Linked DNA regions of Gossypium hirsutum: region 1 is linked to region 2. Evidence: chromatin contacts called from public Hi-C data. All regions are on one chromosome and are shown on one strand. The core of a region is the stretch at or near the end of the contact, and the rest is flanking DNA. Distances in the headings are between cores, read along the strand shown.

The links. A called contact is a pair of places that touch in the nucleus more often than the background predicts.
Region 1: a Hi-C map of leaf shows a contact between it and region 2, with 2.3 times the contacts expected there. The contact joins the promoter of LOC107913409 here to the enhancer-like site in region 2. A contact is called at or near these places in 3 of 34 Hi-C or Micro-C datasets (leaf and petal).

The regions. Positions count from the first base shown.
Region 1 is chrD11:33,502,085-33,505,214 of Gossypium_hirsutum_v2.1, reverse strand. LOC107913409 reads right to left here and starts at 1,795. Exons shown (of 1, transcript XM_016841983.2): 1 at 1,167-1,795. The coding sequence starts at 1,716. The coding sequence ends at 1,252. LOC107913408 (LMBR1 domain-containing protein 2 homolog A) reads left to right here. Exons shown (of 14, transcript XM_016841981.2): 13 at 23-123; 14 at 291-1,044. The coding sequence ends at 788.
Region 2 is chrD11:33,340,464-33,343,465 of Gossypium_hirsutum_v2.1, reverse strand. No RefSeq gene overlaps it. Among protein-coding and RNA genes, the nearest start is that of LOC107913406, 21 kb to the right of the region's middle. Within about 2 kb of position 1,720, at least 1 of the 9 cell types and tissues checked has an H3K27ac peak or open chromatin away from gene starts, as enhancers often do. A contact at or near this core is called in leaf, where this site is marked.

The DNA of each region.
Region 1 (3,130 bases), core at 546-3,045, 160 kb before region 2:
TAATGAGTTTTCCTCTTTACAGAGCGATCTTGGCTTGAACAAGGACGCCAAGTTGGTGAACAAGTAATTCCATTGGCGAGAAATTTCAATGGTGCTGATATTGAGTATGGCCACAATATTACAGTATGTAACCGATCTTAAATAGCAGTCTTTTTCCTTTTTCAATCGTGTAACTAATCATTGTTATGAATTATATATGATTTCCTGCTAGTCTGCAAAATGTTGTCCTTTTTCTTTTTCATCTAAAACCTATGGTATGTTCAATTTCTAACTTGATGTGAAATGCTCAGGATCGTACTGTTGAAATGAAGGCAGCGACCACTTCAGCCACTGGTGGTGTGAAAGGATCTCCCTCAAGGCCTGCGAAAGAAGAGACCCGTAAATATGGCACAAGCAGAGAAGTCATGAGCAACAAGTATGCTGCCATGAGAGAACAAAGTCGACAAATATCAAATCCAAAACCGGTGGAGAATAACATAACCTCTGCTAAGGTCTCATTGCTTGAAGTAGGCAATTCGCATCTTGATAACCTCAAGGGTGGGCCATCTGCTGGACTGGCCTCAACATGGCGATCAATGAAATCTGGTTTTCAAAATTTTAAAGCAAATATTGAGGCCAGAAAGTTTCTTCCTGTGCACCAGAATCAGGAAGCCACACTCATTTCCTATGTCAACTCATCCGATTCTGAGTCCCTTGATGAGATATTCCAGAGATTGAAACGAGCGTCAGTAGACCACAGTGACGAGAATGAAAATGAGAACGACACAGAAACCAAGTCTACAAGATGATATCAAATTCATTCGGAAAAAAATGTGCCTGTTGCTGTCGTGGAAACTGTGATACGAAATGTACAGAGCTCATTGAATTTTTACAGTCCTGTATGAAAGATGTTTGGGGTCAGCAGCAGGAAATTTCAGACCAATACAATATGGGAAAAATAATTATTCCCTGGCTGTATGATTCCAGCTAATTGTAATTTGAATTGAACATTTAGGCATTCAGCTTCTTACACGTGATATATAATATAATCTTTTCGTGATAAAATCTAAAAAGCATCTCTCTTTTGAAGATAAATTCTAGCATCTGAAAAACCTTAGTTGATGCATAAGCCTTTTCTTTTCTTTTTTAATTAAAGAGCCAACATTTATAAAATGCCAATAACAGGATTCAAGATGGAATATTCTTTCCCATTGCATGAACAAGTAACATAGGAAAAGAAAAAGAAATGCACAATTTTATTGAAATTGAATCCTAGGAAACTAATTCACTCTTCCAATCGTTAATCTCATACTTGTTGAAAGCGTCCTTCCCTTTGAAATGTACTAACTTGGACCAAAACCCTTTTTTCTTTTTCCCTTTTTTGGTCTCTTCATCGTCATCATCCAAGTTTCTTGGTACAAAAGCAATCGATCTACTCTTCTTCAAACCATTAGAGGCACCAAGCTTTACCCCGAAAGACGAGGACATCCCCATGATTCCCATCACCCCGGAACTGTTCCGCATATGGGAATGACTATGTCGAGCCGGGGAGTCAGGGTTTGAAGCCAGAGAGTAATGAACAGGACAAAAATAGAGTGAAGAAGTAACCCGTGAAGCTTCTTTGTATGAAAGAGTAAGACAAGATAATCTTTCTCTAAGACAAGAAGGGCAAACACCTTGCTTTTCCTGGTGATTTGAGTGCTTCTTACATCCATGCTCTGCTTCACAATACTCCATATGAGGTTCGTATGTTTTTTTTGCCCTCCAACTGTAAATAAATTTTGGTTGGTTTGTGTATATATAGACGACATGGGGGGAGAACAAATTCCACTTAGCTTCCAAGAAGGTTCCTCATATAACATCGTTCGCCTTTACATGTTAGTGTGAGTGTAGTAGATCAATGTTAAGTTCATCACCGTTGGATCATGTAGATGAAAATCTTCACAATGGTCCACGACATTAGCTTTCTTACCCTCACATGTAATAGGACAAAATGACTTGGAAGTTGGATTTTACTATATAAAAGAATTAAATGTTAAAATTAAATAAGTAATTGTAAAAAAAACCAACGCAACCCATTTATACAGTTTATTGAAATCTGTTGAATTTATTTTTGAAAACCATAAAAATGTGTATTATAAAATTATTAATATATTATTTTTGAAAATAATTTGTTTATGAGATTTGGAAGAACGTTAAGACGTAGAAAGGATAAAAGGGTCTCGAGCCACGGCGGAAGTGGAAAGTGGCCGCACGAGGATTTTTGATTTTTGAAACTATCATTTTATGCTTTCTGTGTTGGTAATTTACATAATTAAATTATTATTTAACTAAAACGCCTACGTGTATTGAGAGAAAGGACCTATGCTACCTATAATAATAATCACCTAGATTTGCTAATTTTGAAAATAATTTATTATCACAAATCATGCTTTATTGTTAGTGATAAATACATTAAATTCGGTTTAATGTGTAATTTAATATATAATTTTTAATATAAAGCAATTACACTGAAAATTTTTATTGTAATTTTGATAAAAATTTAGTTTTGATTCAATTATAAAAATTTTTAAAAAAAATAATTACTTCCATAAGGTCATGGTCCTCACTCCAAAAAATGGTATAATTTTCTTTAGACTCGAAATCTATAAAATTACAAATAATAGATGATAAAATTTAGTTTCATCTTCTCATAATCATAAAATTTTTATTTAATTCTTTTAATTAACGAAATTACATTTTAGCCTTTTTAAAATATGCAACTTAATCTTGACCCAAAAAAATCAGGGTTTTGCTCATGACTATATTAATTTATTTTCCTATTGAATAAGTATTTATTTGTATATACTAAATGGTGCTATGTTGATAATGTTGTTAGTATTTTGTGAAACTTAAATCTAATTAAAATTTTATGTATAAGTTGTATAAAATTAAAGTTCATATATTATATTGTATATTAAAATAACATTGGTAAATTTGATTTTTCTACTTTGTTTGTTAATATGAAACGAGTTGAGGTTGGGGTTTCTATAATTATATTAGCATGATACTTTTTTGTGACATAAGAAACATATTCGTGTTTTACACGACTTGACCCATCATGTTAATCCACATTATTCAATTTCATTTCATTATAGTTTATTTGTAGAAT
Region 2 (3,002 bases), core at 471-2,970:
ATTCTGCCTTGTGTCATTTGTTTCATGCTTTGACATCCCGAGAAGCTTGTGTGTCACTTGTCCTTTGCTTCCATGTCAATTGGGCCTTTAAATCTTTATACACACTCAATTAAACATATTAGCACAACCTAAGGCCCGTGTCGGCCTATTGGGTCACAACACTTATAAAATGTGTTAAAAAACTTATTTTAGTAATATTTAATCCTATGGCCTAAATACCAAAAATGTAATATAAAATCCTAAATTGCATAGAACACAAGCTTCTTAAGTGCGGAATTGACCTCAAATTAACTACTACATTTGACGGCAGATCACTTATACATGATATGACTTCACTCATAATAATAGAATTCATAGATAGAAAAAAAAAGGGATTAAATGGTATCCTCTTGTTGGCATTGTATGAATTATGAAAATGGAACCTAGCCAGGGGTCATTTGTCCCAGACAAATGATTTTATCATTACTAATTTGAGTAATGTCATTTTCATTGCGGAATATACAATTGTGACCATGAGATAAAATTGATCAAATTAAGTGAAAAAAATTTAACCTAGAGGGATTATGGATATCCTATTAAGGTAGCACACATAGTATAAGGTTATTGGACAAAAAGTTGAATTTATTATCTTTCATAATGGTGTATTGTGGGAAGTACAGTCATGGTACTTTAGTAGAATAACTCTGTGGCTAAATAATTTGTGATTAATAAATGAAAAGTTAGGACTTAACTACAAATTATTTAATCTAAATTATATATATTCAATTAGTCCTTCCATTAGCTCAACATAACTCTTTAATGGATTGTGTTTAGACTTGTCCATGGGTCGAGTTCATGTCTGGTCCTGATCAAATTTCAAGCTTGTTTGATAGGCCCGGGCTCGGCCCGACTTGAAAAATGGGCCTAGAATTTTGCACAAGCCCGATTCGGATAAAAATGCTAAAATCGGGGTCTGACTCAACCCATATTAATTTTTTATATAATTTTTAAAAATATATATAATGCAACAAAATCACTAAAAGCATTAAAATAAATGTTTCCTAAAAATTGAAAATAAATTTAAAAAAAATTTATATTTAAATAACACTAAGATAGGTACAACTTAAAAAGCAAATATCTCTAAAATAGTTGAAAAATTAATAATAAAATAAGAGTTATACAATGTTCAAACAATAACAACAAAATAGTAGTAACATAATAGTGAAATTGCAGCAAAATAATGAGAAAACAACAACAAAGCAGTGGGAAAACAACAGTTTTTTTTCCCAAATTTGAGCCAAGCCCGAGCCAAAAAACCTTTACCAAGGTCAACTTGTTTTCTAAATATTTTTTTACCGAAGCCTATTTGTCATGTCTATATTTTTGTTCAAATCCTTTCATTTTTCAAGCAAGTCTTTAAGCCAGATCGAGTGACCTAACCTATAAATAGCTCTAATGAACACAATCGACCCCGACAAATGATTAATAATTGTTAAGTACTACATCAAATTTTCTTTATATCGTCATGGAAGAAAGCTGCACAATCTTTAAAAAACTTTGAACCGCGAAATATTCTCCATGTTCTTGTTTTCTAAGAAGATGGTGAATTCTTAAAAACTAAAGTGAGAATTTTGCTTTGTGAAAAAAAGTGAGAATTTTGCTTTACGAAAAGTTTAAGAACAGCTCCAATGCAGTAGAGTTGACCATTCTCGATGCCGAAGAAGGCCTTCCAGCTTTTACTCTGGGCCCATTCGTTGGTGCTCCTTGTTGGTTGGGCCCAAGAAACTCTTTTATATAGGCCCACCAATGACATTATTTCAGCCACTTTTGAAAGGAGAGAGGAACGCAATTAGGGTTCAACGTTAGATTGAATCGAGTAAAAGAATTTTGAGTTGACGAGTCTCATTTTATTATCCTAATGCGACTTGAATTTTTTTCGAATCGAGCCGAGTGAAATAAAATTTAAGTTGAGTCGAATAGAGTAAAATTGTTCGAGTTAAAATAAAAAAAATTAAACATGTCAAATTAAAATCTTATTACCATATAACTAATTTTATTTTAGAGCATACAGGTTTAAAACCATATCTATTGGAAAGCGCTTTCAAAGTAAAATAAGAAAAAAATAAGATACTTTAGTATGAAAAACTTAAATTATTAATTAATTTTTTAGGTCCTGAAATTAATTTTTAATCTTTTTATATATTCTTTAGAATTTTTATTTTTTTATTTTTATAATAATTTTTAAAATATACATAAATTTTGGATTGTTTTAATAATATTTTGATTTTAAAAATTTTTTTAAAAAATTTTAAATTTTTGTTGAGAGAGACCAATTTACTTATTTTCAAAATTGAGCAAAGATCAAATGAGTATTTATACCAATATATTATTTGAGTTACTAAAATTATTTGAGCTATTCAATTGTAAATTTCAACTTGACTAAAATTCAAAACTCGAATAACTTATTCGAGTTTACTCGAAAAAATTGAATAACTCAAATAACTCGATTCCATTAACTCAAAATTTAATTTTTTTTATTTTTTCGATTTCAATTGAGTTTTGCTCACCCCTAAAGGTACTCATGGAGACCCCTATACTACAAGTCAAATTGTATTTTGCCCCTTTTATAAAAAAAATGAATAAATCAATTTTTGTATATTTAATCAAAGAGCAAACTTATTCTTCTGCTAAAATTTCATCCGTAATTATTGTTAAATGTTGACATGGTTGATGAAGCAACCAAAAAGTGATACTTGGTGCGTCACATGTACCTGATGCTAACATGGAGGGACTAATTCAAGCAACAAAATAGTGATATATCATCACTTAACAGTATAAATGGATGGAATTTTAACATAATGACTAGTTTCCTTTTTTATCTATCGTACATGGATTAATTTCCCCATTTTTAAGTAGAGAGTAAGATGTCATCCGACTCTTGATACAGGGGTGTCTATGAAACTTTTATCGAAGGAGAATTTTCCCAAGCTTTGAATAATGCAATTGGATCTAAGTTTTGTTAA